Regions from separate parts of the Sus scrofa genome. Here all the other regions are linked to region 2. The links are chromatin contacts, called in public HiChIP or PLAC-seq maps. All regions are on one chromosome and are shown on one strand. Each heading gives the region's core, a stretch centred on a gene start, on an enhancer-like site or on the middle of the called end of the contact. The rest is flanking DNA. Distances are from core to core; before and after follow the strand shown. Region 1 holds the start of UGP2 (UDP-glucose pyrophosphorylase 2). Region 2 has its middle 95 kb from the start of MDH1. Region 3 overlaps VPS54 (vacuolar protein sorting-associated protein 54).

Region 1 (4,896 bases), core at 2,211-4,710, 140 kb before region 2:
GTCTTTTTAGGGCTGTACCCGCAGCAAATGGAGGTTCCCAGGCTAGGGGTCCAATCAGAGCTGTTGCCACCGGCCTACACCAGAGGCACAGCAACGCCAGGTCCGAGCTGAGTCTGTGACCTACACCACAGCTCGTGGCAACTCCGATCCTTAACCCACTGAGCAAGGCCAGGGATAGAACCCGAAACCTCATGGTTCCTAGTTGGATTCGTTTCTGATATGCCACGACAGAAACTCCAAAAGTGCTGAGTTTTTCATTTGTCATCCAAGACAAATTCTTTAAGAGCATCCACCACGTGAAAACAATGTATTTCCCCCAGGGATATATTATCTTTGCCCACAGGGTACTGGCAGTCTAGCTGGAGAAACAAGCCATTGTTCCTGGTAAGTTTTTAATGTAAGAGGCAAAATAAGGTATCGGAAAATGACAAAGGCTTAGACACGTTTATGTACCAATTTCAGCGCTACTAGCTGTGAACTTTAGCTAAAATACCTCAATTTCCTCACCTCTAAGGTCTTGATAAAAGTCTACTACCTCTCAGGGCTCTTGTGAAGCTTAAATGAAACAGCATAAGAAAACAGTTCAGGAGCCTAATATTTGTTCAATCTTTTCCTTATTGTGAGAATTAACATACATCTTTTCTATCAAAGGAAGCCTTGGTTACTCCATTTTGTTCCTGCTTTATGTGAGACACCCTCCTTCACCCACCCACCCCTTTTCCCTCTTCTCCCAGTAAGTTTGTTTCAAATTACCCAACCCTGAGCTGACCAATGCCAAGGGGACAGACGTACCACCTGCAATAGGGATAAACAGTGGGTTCTTCCTTATCTGCGGGCACTTGCTCACTGGCCTGCTCATCACCGACCGGGAGCACTTACGCTAAAGAGCCTTGTAACAGTAAAGAGCCTCTTCCAGATCTCCTTGTGTTCGTGTCTTACTTTCCAACCCTGACGATCCGAGCTGGGGTCACTTTTCCCCAATATCATGAAGTGGCACAAGCTAAGTGTCAGTGAGTGGAAATATCAGTAAGTGCTACAGCAAAGAACAATTTGATCTGCTACCCAAAAATTAAAAAACAAAAATCCCAACCCTTAAACTTAAAAAGTGATCTGTGGAGATAGTATAGTCATTAGCCAATAAGGTTTATCACTTCTAATATAGCAGACATGTTAATGAAACAAACACATGGAGACTTTATACCTGAAGTACAAATTTAAACAACAATACACGGGAGCACAATTGTGTTGAATTTTTCCTCTGAGGGGAGAGGTGTCATCTTTTAGTGCAAAACTGCCAATTTAAAAGGAAAACTACCAGAGTTCCCCTTGTAGCACAGTGGTTAATGAATCCAACTAGGAACCATGAGGTTGTGGGTTCGATCCCTGGCCTTGCTCAGTGGGTTAAGGATCCAGCGTTGCCGTGAGCTGTGGTGCAGGTCACAGACCCGCGGCTCAGATCCCACATTGCTGTGGCCCTGGCGTAGGCCGGTGGCTACAGTTCTGATTAGACCCCTAGCCTGGGAACCTCCATAAGCCGTGGGAAGCGGTCCTAGAAAAGGTAAAAAAATGAAAATAAATAAATAATTAAAAATAAAAGGAAAACTACCATTAGAGCAAAATTGGATGGCAGCCAAATGCAATGCTAGATTGAATCAAGGAAAAGCAGTCTGAGTAAGTCAGTAGTTTAGTTAATAGTAAAGTACTTATGATAATTTCTTAGTTTTGACATACGTGCAACTTTTCTATAAATCTAAAATTATTCCAACGTAAAAATTTTATTTTTTTAAAAAGTGGCTGACAAGGGAAAGGAGTAACAATACACACAGGTATTCCCACTTGATTTAGAAATCTCCTGAAAACAGTTAGTCATTAACAGCAAAGGATGTGACAATTAGTCAATTCTCTGTAAGTTCTGTAAAGTGTAAACAAGGAACACCTGGAGTTCAACTAATACTATTAACTTTTAAAGAGAAGTGACATGTCCACTTTTCTCTAGTATATTCCTACAATATTGGCTTTCTGGTAATTAAATATTGTTGCTGTTGCTACAAAACCAGCAAACTTCTGACAATTACCTCCGCTTTCTATTCTTGCCTAAGATGTTTATTCAATATGAACATAAAAAGCATCTCTCACCACTTACAAGGCATAATATGAATTTAAAAGTCTAATGACAACTGACATTTCTGAGCTTAGTGCTAAAAGCAGACATGAGTGTCTCAAATGCTTTCATAATAATGCAGGCAAGTCAAATTCTCTTTATTATATACAAAACTGAAAAAAGAGTTAATAAAGTACTTTAAAACCTACTAGGGTATTTTCATGCCCAGGGTCAAATGATAACCATTACTGGCACAATTTTTTAAGGTACATCTACATTTACTGACAGTCTCAAAAAGTGGTTGTGAACTTTACTAGCTGTGTGTTCAGCAAGATGGCTGAAGCTTTCACACTCTGGGGTCGGAAAGAGAAGGGTTTACTTGCATACCACAAGGCAAGTCCTATGCTACAAATTAGTGACAGAGGTTTAAGGTAGCACCAACTTCAATGTGTTCACATTCACAGACGTATACACAATGTTAAAGCTCAACTCAGTTGAGTGGCATTCCCTAACCCTTTTTTAAAAACACACAGAATTTAGAGGGCAATTTTCAAATTTCAAAGAAACCTTAATAATCCTCCAGATTTCAAAGAAGGAAAAAATAAATAAACACAGCAATGCAGCAAAGTCATTTCTCCTACTGAAATGACCTCCAGCTTCTAGGAGCTACTCCCGGTTTCGCAATAAATGAATCTGAGACTCAAACCACGTACACACCAATGGAGAAGCTGAGAACACTAAAGCTTCCCCAACAGTCCTGGCAAAAACCCACTTGCCTCTCCCCAGCCCTCCAGTTCTTCTTCCCATCTGCACCCACAGAGTTACCTTGACTTCGACCAAGAAAAGAGAACAGGGATTAATCAGCAGCCAAAATCCTGTTTTCTCATTTTCAGCCACTATCCTGGGGAGCCAGAGTGCTACTAACCTGATTCCAGGGAGGCAGAACTAAACGCAGCAGAGTACCAGGGTATAAATTATACGTATCTGAAACACCAACCCAGCCAGCACTCAAGACAGCTCAAATGTCAGTTTAACGAAAAGGGTTTTGCAAACAGTATCTCAAATGAACATTTCCACTTTGAAACCACCCACCAACCTCTCGACTGTCAGTACCCAAATTCAGTACTACTAAAGTAACCCGGGAGATAAGAAGCGTGTCTTACCTTGTACAAATCTCGACATTTTAGGGATTTATTAAAATACTCTGGCTTTTGTATATATATTTAAATTTCTAGAGGAGTCACGCTATAGAGCGGGTCTCTCTTCCACCTCTGCTTTAACAACCGACCGACGAGTTCTTTCTCCTCTTCCAATGCTTAGCCACTTATGGGAGTATTTCTTAAAAGCGACTAAAACTACCTCAAAAAAAAAAAAAAAAAAAAAAACCACCCAGGAGAACCTTCCCCACTTCCAAAAGACAGAAACTTGGTGCGACTGAGTCTGCTTGGAACTCCAGCCCACACTGCACCCCAACACAAATGAGGGCCAGATGGAGACTCCCGGAAAAGGTAAAATCACAAGAACTTAAATTTCATCAATGAAAGAGGCGGATCTAGAGCAGCTACTTCACCGCCCCCGGGTCCCCACGCCCTCCGGGGCCGGACAGCAGCAGGCAAAGGCGGGCCGCGCCCCCGGTTCCCCCTCCCCTCGCTGCCGTACAGGCTCCGGCCCATTCCCCGGAAAACTCCGGCCAACTGCAGTCCCCGCCCAAACAGGGGTCGGGAGGAGGGAGAGGGGGCAAAGAGGCGCAAAGAGGGTCCATGGAACCATTTCTACCAGCCCATAAATATCCCGGGACTAGGAGGTGCTAAAAATTCCGTGCGCGGGCGTGCAAGGGCCTCCCGGCGCCCCCCTCCCGGCTGCGAGTGGCGGCAACACTGCGGCGGCTTTTTCCCGGGAGGGGCCGAAGGCTCCAGGGCCCCTCCCCCTCAGAGGACACTAGGGGGCCACCCGGGAGGGGAGAACCCGTGCGCCGCCCCGAGTCCGAGGTACAGGAGCCCGGGAGGGCCCGCCCGGACTACTGCACATTCTAGTCCCTCCTGGCCGAACCCAAATTCGGCCTCTGGGGCCAAACTGTGGGTCAGGCAGAGGGGCTCTAAACGCCTTAGAGAGGAGGAACGCACCCGCCCAAGGGGTGGTGGGAAGTCCGCCCCGGCCCCTCCCCAAACCGCCTCGGAGACCCACCTTCCACCTCCTCCTTTAGCAGCTGAGAACTTGGGGGCGTTTATGGCGCCCCCGGAAGAAGGTTCGCAGACTGAGAGACTATCACCTCTGCGGCACCCTTCTCTCTCCCCTTCTCCTTTCACACATGCACACCTCCAGCCTCTCGCCAGTGGTCGCAGCCCAGCTACTGAACCCCCTCTGTCCACCTGGCTGCGGTCTCGCAACACCCAAAGCCCCCCCTTTCTCCTAAACACTTCCCCTCCCCCTCCATTCGGAGCAGCCCCCCTCAATGCGGAAATGTCCCCGCCGCGCAGACAGATAGGAGCAGCCACCAGTCAGGAGCCGAGGCGGATTCAGGCCCTGGCCAATGAAATGTACGGAGGTGGCAGGGGGCGGGACGTCTGCGGCCTGAGGGAACCCAGCTGAAGTGGGCGATGATCCCGGCGACGGATCCCGTGTGTGAGAGCCCCACCTCCCACGACTGGGAAAGGGGTGTTCCACCACTAAAACTCCAGCTTTCCATGGATACTTCAGCAAGGGAGAGAACCTGAAGCACCAGTGGTTATTTTTACAGTGCTTAAAAATGTTTCGGCTTACCAGAGATTGAAGATGCCTATCCTGTGGCTGAAGCC
Region 2 (4,424 bases), core at 684-3,183:
AAAATGTAATTGTAATGTATACATGTAAGGATAACCTGACCCCTTTGCTGTACAGTGGGAAAATAAAAAAAATTATATAAAAAAATAAATAAAATTATTTAAGGTGAAATTCACATAACATAAACTTAGACATTTTAAAGTGAACAATCCTGTGGCATTTAGTGCATCCCCAATATTGTGCAACTACTATCTATATACAGTGCCAAAGTATTTTTATTGCCCTATTAAAAAATCCAACATCTAACCACCTCCGGTTTCTAGTAACCATCTGTCTGTTTTTTGTCCTATAAATTTACCTATTCTGGAATTCCATGTAAATGGACTCATATAATATGTTACTTTTCATATCTGGCTTCTTTCACTTAACAGTGTTTTCAAGGTTCATCCACATTGTACCTCTTTCAGTATTTCATTCCTTTTTATGACTGAATAATATTCTATTGTATGTATATACTATAATTGGTTTATCCATTCATCTGTTGCTGGGTTGTTTCCACCTTTTGATTATTGTGAATATTACTGCTGTGAACATTCATATACAAGTATTTGAGTACTTGTTTTCAATTCTTTTGGTTATATACCTGGGGATGGAACTGCTGGGTCATACAGTAATTCTGTGTTTAATCTTTTAAGAAATTGTCAAACTATTTTCCTACATTTGCTTCTGAAAGGGAAAACCCACAGCATTAATGAAACAAACATGTCTTAGCAGGAGGAACACAGCCCTCTGAGCCTCTGAAAAGAATTCTCTGAAGAATCAAAACACGTAGAGTCATTGGCAGCAAAGGTTTTAGCCAACTGACCTCTGATCCTGGACAGATGGAATCAAAACAACAATTAGCACAGTCTCCGTAAAATACCAGGGAAAGAAATCTCAAATCAGCCCCAAACTCCAGCTAAGTTTTTGCCACATGAATTCCTTGAGATGATTCCATCCGTGCAGATCTGTTGCTCTTTGGCCATTGTACTATAATTAACCTCAAACTCAAGAGAATTGCTTTAAAGGAAGAAGCCAATTCTGATAAGATCTGTTCTAAGAAAAACCTGAAGAATAGTCTGAAGTTGCCAGAAGTCAGGTTTATGCCCCTTTCTTCCTATCAGCATAAGGATCCATATTCTGTGAGTTTTTTTAAATAATTCTTTCTTTTTTATTGGAGTAACAAGTTGCTTTCCAGTGCTGTGTTAGTTTCAGGTGTACAGCAAATGACTCAGTTATACATATACATGTATTCATTATTTTTCAGATTCTTTCCCCGTATAAGTTATTACAGAACATTGAGTAGAGTTCCCTGTGCTACTTTGAATGTTTGACTGGCAAATTAATTACCATTTAATTATCACATGGGAAGACATCTGCCTATTTTCCCTAAAACTGTTACTCTGCTGTGGCTAATTAGTACAGAGACAAATCAAATTGGCCTATTGTAGAAATAAGCATGGACTTTTGAGAGTCCAGTCTATCTACAGTTTTCTGAATGTCTCCATTGACATCCCCTTTTGTGACATTGATCTTGAAGATGTAGTGGGGCACTGAGTGGTAGACAGCCCACATCCGTCCTGCAGGGCCAATAACAAGTGACATCAGGATGTCTGACCTCTTCATGTAGGAAATAATTCACCATCCCTGTAACCACATGTTTGATCAAGCTGGGTTGGTCATGATGTGCAATGGAATTATAACCATAATAGAGTTAAGATGGAATAAATTAGAAACAAAACCCTCCTCTTTCTTGGAGGTTTTTCCAAAGTTAGTATAGTTGAGAGAATATGCCCAAATAATACACCCAGAAAATGAGCTCATCTATCAAGGACCTTGCAATGTGGCAATTCAGAATTACTCCTCAGAATTACAGAGCTATTACAGTCTGAGTGGCATGATCACCAGAAAATGAAACCTAAGGACGCTGGGTAGCCTGGGTCAGAGGAACCTCTTGGCTGCTGATCCACTGTGTCTATAATAGTTCAGCTGTGACCCCTGATGCTATGCTGCCTGAGTCACATGCTCTTGAAGATTACTCCAAGTTTAAGCAGAAAGGTCAAAAGAGGACAGGGAGGCAAGGTAGCTCTACAGATGCACTTTTTGGTCAGATGTCATAGGAACAGATTAGGGAATCAGACTCTGTGGGGTCTCTGTCCATCACATGGAAAAAGACTTCTTGAGGAGGGCTCACAAATGTTGGGAAATAGAGGAATGTTTATGCCTATGGAGAAACAAAATGTCCCTGAGGTGGAACCCAGTCATACACAATTGGTGGCAGCAGATAGGAAAGACCCTGACATTTCAGACTATATTCAGGAGGATTGAATTCATAGAAAGTTTACGTCAAAACATTAAGTCTAGATCTCTCTTGAAATCTAGGCTAGCTGGACCCCTAAAGTTTGATGAACATTTTCCAAGGACAGGAGAAATTATTCTTTGTTTGAGAGTTGGTATTCATTTCTTAGGAATTTATCTCCTTCAGCTGTTACAAAACTCTTAATATATGAAGCTACTGTTGATATTTTTTTAAAAAAATTCTTGAGAAATGCATCTGATCCAAGTTAATAACTCACAGCAATATTTTTAGATGATGCCTGGGCACACTGCTTACATTAAACTGAATCCAGGTTTCACATTATATTAGAGATTGTCAGGTGATGTCCTTTCAGCTGGCACACAGGGCCCTTCTTTCTTGCCAGAGCAGAGGGCAAGTTCTTAGTAAACGTGCAAGGCTCATATGACTAATGAGAGTTGGTTTGGCCCTTAATGAGATTCTAAGTTCCATTAAACCAAAATAGGAATCAGGCATCACATCAACCTTGTGAAAGCTCCAAGAACTATTCCTGTCATTACTGGGTAAATGAATTGCAGAACCTCAATGAAAACAAAGTCTATAAATGTTGCCATACCTACCTAACCCTGCATGCTAACCCCAAAATCAGTTCAAAGGGAGTTTTTGAAAGGGAAGCTTGGTTTGTTCCTTATCAATCCTTGGGGATGTTTTTCAGCTTCCATCAGAAAACTACTATCAGTCCACTAGAGATAGGGTTTACCTGACCCTTTAGAAGCTATTTCCATAACCCATGTCTTCCCAGCTTCCCTATGACTCCAGTGGAAAATATCCTTTCATTTTACACCAAAATTATGACAGCATTCTCCCCTACCAGCTGTTTGCTGGAAATTCACGTCTCTCAAAGTGCTCTCAACAATATCTGAAACTTTATTGTACTCCCTTATATATAAAGCTCTGAAATAGAGCTTGATTTTTGGTGAGGTTTGGATTCAGATATAAGGCCTAAAGAGACATGGAAGCCCTTCTCTCCACAGTCCATAGTTTCAGTTTACTTCTTACATAGGAATTATCCACTTTTCAAGATGACTAATGGTTTAAACACCCATTCTCTAAAAGAAAAAGCCTGTGTCCCTCCAACCACTAAGCCCAGCAGAAGTCCCCTGGCTCCAATAATGCAGTCTCAAAATGACATAATATTGGCCAGTTTCCCAAACTCAGTGTTAGTCTCTTTGATCTATCATCACCTTTTTTACATTTGTATGTTCTACTCTTACTATTTCTTAGATGCAGGCATCTCTGGGTACAATAATGTGTCAGGCAGGGGAGAGGATGGGTCTGGCCCTGGATGGCATACTCCATGTAGGAAACTGAGGGAAGTTAGTAAAGGTACTATTTACAAGATATGGGCAGAGTTTACAGAAATCAGCAAGGGTAAGACAGTTTCTGGGGTTAGTAACAATGGGGAGCTGATACTGCCCATAATTCTAGAGTGGGAAAGGGAGGATTTCCCAGAACCAAGAAAGAATATGGAGAGAGCTGTCCAACAAGAGTGGTTGCCTTCAGTGGAAGATTCACCCAAACCTGCGCCCCCTGGTAGAGCCCTCCATCTTTCAATCTCCTGCTACAGTGCCTTTCATCACCACCCCACTTGCCAACCCCAACCACGGCCTGAGGGCAAGGGAGTATGTTGATGCCATCCATGTTCATCAGCCTCCCAGGTCCAGAGCAAGGCAGAGAAGGATAAAAATTAGATTTGACAAGGCCCAAGAAGGTATCTAGCAAAACTACCTCTTGTGAAACTCAACAGCTTTAATTTTTTTCTCTAAATCCATTTCTTAAAAGTTTCACAAAGTGTTCTAACATTAGTGTAATGTTTCTGTCAGTAGATTCACCTGATATTTCAAAAGCCTTAACCATATGCCCTCTAAGTCATTTCTTTCCCAAATTTAATATTCGTAATGATTTTTGTTGGTCATACTAGCAGCAGCCCTTTCTCTTCAAACATTTTATTGTATTTCTCTGCTCCTTTTGAATGTCTCTTATGATTTCTTTAAGGGGCAGCAACTAAAACTATGTACTTTATTCCAGAAGCATGCATCCTAAGGTAAGAATAAAAAACATGCTTATCCAATCAAGAAAATTTAAAAGCAA
Region 3 (4,308 bases), core at 803-3,302, 190 kb before region 2:
TCTCTAGTCCCTTTCTCTTTCCTCCAACCCTTATGCAACATTTCTAGTAAATCTGGTCTATATCTTCTGAGTCCTTCTTATTTATTGTCTCTATCTAAAAAAAAAATGTGGAGCTGTTTTATAATTTTAATTTACTTACATGGTATATTGTACATATGCTGCTTGCTTTTTCCACTCAGCATTGTTTCTGATTTACCTGTGTTAACATATAGACATTGTCCATTTTGACTATTTTGTTGTATTCCCCCACATGAATCAATGATGTTTAATGAGTTCATTTCATTTAGTGATCAATATTAGGACATTGCTTTTTTCCGTTACATCATTACACAGTGAAGATATTTCTTTATACATGTCTAATGGTGTGATCATTTCTTTAGGGTGTATACCTACACGTGGACCAAATGTACATTTTCTCTTTACTAGGTCTTGCCAGAATGTTGTCCAAAGTAGCTGTACCAAGTTTATATTCCTACTTTTTTTCATTTTGCCAGCAATTTGTGGTAGACTTTTTAATTGTTGCCAGTCTAATGGGATACAATGGTATTTTATTTTGGTTTGCATTTCCTAATGTTATCTTTTCATATATTTGTCATTCAGGTGTTCTCATCTGTGACTTTTTCTGTTCATATTCTTTGCCCATTTTTTCTGAGTATGATCTTGTTGATTTTCAATTTTTGCATATGCCTTCAAACTAATCCTTTGTTGGTTTTATATATATTACAGATATCTTAATGTGCTCATTTATCAAACAGAATTCTTCAACTTTGATGTAAAACATATTTTCCATGTACTTTCTTATATAGACTGTAAATAGTTGTTTATTAAACATGATATTTTAAAATGGAGGTTTATGTTAATTTCATTTAATTTTTAATGAGAAGCTTGCTTTAAAAAGATTTTGTAGTTTTTTGAGCCATCGATGTCTGTTTCAGTGTACTTAATATATTATCACAAGAAATGTGATAATTTAGAATCCGTGGATTTTAATGCAGCCCGAATTTGATGAGTTTTAAATGAGGAATATATAGTCCTTACTAAATTCTATGTGACAAAAGCTGAAACATTGAGTACCTAAGTCCAAAGGTATTAATAAATTAGTCTAGTACACATATTAAGGGTGCTTACAATACCTTTGTCCCTTGTGGTCCAACAATCCACAACTTATGTGTTCATTAAAATAGCAAAGCTGCTTTTCTTCTTTTACAAATACTAAATCAAGATGTCCTATTTGTTTCTCCCTGGTCCATATCTGTCAACACATACATTTAACCAGGCCAATCTCTATTCTCTGTGTGGTGGAACTTTGATATTTCTGTTTTTCTGAACATTCTTTCCAGGAGTGTTCTTTCAGACATTAGTGTGACATAGGCATTAAAGTGACAGCTCAGTACTCAAAAGTGTAATTCTTTTTTCATCAAGTATTGTTATATTATCAATATCAAGTTTTATATCCAGTAGTATTTACATATATGAGTCCCAGCCTTCATTTAACTTCTTAGGATGGCACTCAGGAAACCTCTTTCCCTTGATTTCACTAGTCATATACATGTATGCTCTAGTGGCACTGATCAAAAAAAAAAAAAAACCAGCATAAGCTGTTTTTTTTCTTTTGTATTTCATACTGTTATAGATCTATTTTATTGGGCAGAATTAATTACGAAACTGGTCCAGCCTGCACTGGTTTATTCATTTTCAGTGTTGTTGAAAGAGAGCACTTAAATGATCTGACTATATGATAGCAAAAATCCTAAATTGTTGACATTTGGTCCCTAAGAAATCTAAATTTTAAATAATAATCCTTATAAGCTAGGATAGGACTCTTACCCTGTGAGCATTGCTACTTTATTTGAAAAGAAAGTGAGATTAAAAATAATTTTCTCTCTGATGTCTAGGTTGGTCACAGCAGATGTAGCTTTTTACACTGGAAATCTTCAAGCCTTAAAAGGCCTTAAAGATTTGGACCTAAACATGGCCGAGATCTGGGAACAGAAAAGGTGATGACATACTGGAAAACTGGGTAGTTCATCTGACCACAGGATGTATGTTTATGATGAAATATGGATGCCTGTGACGCAAGAACTGAACCTGGAACCCAAAGCGAACTGGGGTTGGGGAAGGGGAAAAGGAAAGTATCAGTGTTGGGAAACTGGGATTCAGTGGGATCTACAAGGAATGCCATTTGTGTGCTTCCTTCAAAGAGGAGTAACTGATCAGGTATCTATAACATTTTTCATTCTCTATGGAAACAGACTCAGGTTTCTTTGGACCAAATCCAAAAGAACACATAGCTGTAACACAGCTGTAGTTGACTAGAATGCTCTGTATACTTTATATTAAAAAATGCTTTGCATTTCTTCCAGTGCAATGAAATTCATATGGTGTCCCACCTTATTTAATGATGGTACAATTTAAAATATTAAAATCTTAGTCAACTTCTGTAGAAAGTTTTCTCTATGAAAGTAAAGCTGTTTGAAAATTATTTTTTTACAGATCTTTCTATAAAAAATAAACATCTTTTGATTGCTTGGATTTAGGAATTCATCAATTTTTGTTTCAGTAACCAATGTCAAGTTTTAGGCTTTGTGTGACCCATATTTAATCTTTCTACCACCGCTGTATGTCAACTGCGTAAAGCCTTCCAGAATAGTCTAAATACTTGAAAGGCTGATCACAGTAGTAATTAAAGAGTAAGATTTTTGGTGTTTATTTATACTAATTTAAATATGTTTCAGATATGGTATATGAGAGCCTGCAGTTTTAACAGCTGTATTTTTATAAAAGTATCTATAAAGGGTTGGGTGTTTGGGTTTTTTTTTTTTTTTTTTCCTTTTTATTTCTAACAGAGGTAAGAATACATTTTCATATATTCTGCCTACTTATGAGTTCTTATTTTAACACTGAGATAACACTGAAGTATGGCCCCCTTGGGTTCTTGTTGGTAAGTTACTTTCAATGTGTGTATGAACAAAGACCAGGAAGGAACAGAACTTTTACAATATAGGCTGCTGTGTTGGGGCCAGAAATATAAGGTGATGAGTAAGTTATTTAAAGACTTTTATAATACCTACCTTCAAAATTAGAATCAGCAGCACTCTACAAATGAAAGTGCCTGTGCATCACTTCACACCAGGAATCTTGCCTAACCTGTCAGAGTGCCTAACCTTGTGGTGATTATGTACAATGAAACAGTCTTAGTTTGTGCTTTTTGGTTTCCTGAAAGGAAAGCCTGTTTTCTTTCCTTCATCATTACAGAGGTATGTCATTGGTTCTTAAACTGTCTAAAATAAAGCTGTAAAAAATTATCAGACTTTAAAAGACAACTTTTTTTTAATAGAATATAGTAAACTTTAAACAAGCAGCTTACTCAAAAACAAGTATGGAAGCATTGGAAAATGTAACCCATTCTTAGAGAAAAGTCACAATTCAAGTCATTGGTTGAAGGTTATTCATGAACATTTCTCAGTGACAACAAGCAAGCTTCAAGAAATGAAGCTTCAAGGAAAGGTAACTTTTTATAAAGCTGTACCCCCCACCCCCCACTATACTAGAGAACAAAGATGTGAAAGAAATGCCCTACCTCCACCCACCCCATCTCCCCCTTCCGCTGGGAAAAGAAACACCTTTATTTCGATAAATGGAAATAAAGTCTTGTGGAAAGCATGTCAGGCATCCCCGCTTTAGAACTAGATGAAAGGTATTGAATGCCTTCAAGTTTAATTCTTGGAAATAATGATGTAGTTAATTTAAGGTAAATGCAAAAACTGGATTTGTTAGGTATCTGGCCAGTGAGCACTTAAGTATTCCAAGAGCAAATCTTCCGACCGTTAAGCGTAACTGTTTAGCAAGAGTATATAAACCATTTTTCTTCACCATTTCATAAAGTTAACATTGAAAAGTATAAGTGTACACATGTATTGCTTCACAGCTTTATTTCTGAAATCACAAGCAGTTCAAAGTGATCATTATTGAGGCCTCCGTTAAAAGATTTTCCAGCAGAGCTGCCCCAGTTTTAAGATTAAACAATATTGCACTTTAAGATGAATTAACTTTCAGGATCCTCTTTGAAAAAGAAAAGTATTGCTTCCACCTATGCTTTTCTTAGACTAAAAGCATACTGCAGAAAACTCTACTTTAGAAATTAACACTGCAGGGTATGGTAACAGAGTAAAGCACCTGCCTATTTTAGAATCCTAGAGAACATGTAATTGTAAGAAACCATTCAGCCCATAATTAGTATAAAGTGTACATGGTATTTTCCATTTCAGTGGTCCAAGATACGAAGGTTCCCGGATACAATCTTGTTTT

What was found. HiChIP or PLAC-seq counts read pairs in DNA pulled down with a chosen protein or histone mark.
Region 1: an H3K27ac HiChIP or PLAC-seq map of skeletal muscle shows a contact between it and region 2. The contact joins the promoter of UGP2 here to the enhancer-like site in region 2. A contact is called at or near these places in 5 of 47 Hi-C or Micro-C datasets (fibroblasts, heart right ventricle, psoas muscle and 1 more) and 2 of 2 datasets of contacts at active chromatin or transcription factors (alveolar macrophages and skeletal muscle).
Region 3: a contact with region 2 is called in an H3K27ac HiChIP or PLAC-seq map of alveolar macrophages. The contact joins two enhancer-like sites. A contact is called at or near these places in 2 of 2 datasets of contacts at active chromatin or transcription factors (alveolar macrophages and skeletal muscle).

The regions. Positions count from the first base shown.
Region 1 is chr3:78,027,173-78,032,068 of Sscrofa11.1, forward strand. UGP2 (UDP-glucose pyrophosphorylase 2) reads right to left here and starts at 3,461. Exons shown (of 10, transcript NM_213980.1): 1 at 3,265-3,461. The coding sequence starts at 3,283. It overlaps LOC106507380 (proline-rich protein HaeIII subfamily 1-like), which reads left to right and starts at 3,591. Exons shown (of 2, transcript XM_013987892.1): 1 at 3,591-3,609; 2 at 3,663-4,690. The coding sequence starts at 3,591. The coding sequence ends at 4,690.
Region 2 is chr3:78,166,003-78,170,426 of Sscrofa11.1, forward strand. No RefSeq gene overlaps it. Among named protein-coding and RNA genes, the nearest start is that of MDH1, 95 kb to the right of the region's middle. Within about 2 kb of position 1,934, at least 8 of the 83 cell types and tissues checked have an H3K27ac peak or open chromatin away from gene starts, as enhancers often do. A contact at or near this core is called in alveolar macrophages and skeletal muscle, where this site is marked.
Region 3 is chr3:77,972,134-77,976,441 of Sscrofa11.1, forward strand. VPS54 (vacuolar protein sorting-associated protein 54) reads left to right here. Exons shown (of 23, transcript XR_002342640.1): 23 at 1,896-4,308. UGP2 (UDP-glucose pyrophosphorylase 2) reads right to left here. Exons shown (of 10, transcript NM_213980.1): 10 at 3,916-4,308. The coding sequence ends at 4,265. Among named protein-coding and RNA genes, the nearest start is that of UGP2, 56 kb to the right of the region's middle. Within about 2 kb of position 2,053, at least 3 of the 83 cell types and tissues checked have an H3K27ac peak or open chromatin away from gene starts, as enhancers often do. A contact at or near this core is called in alveolar macrophages, where this site is marked.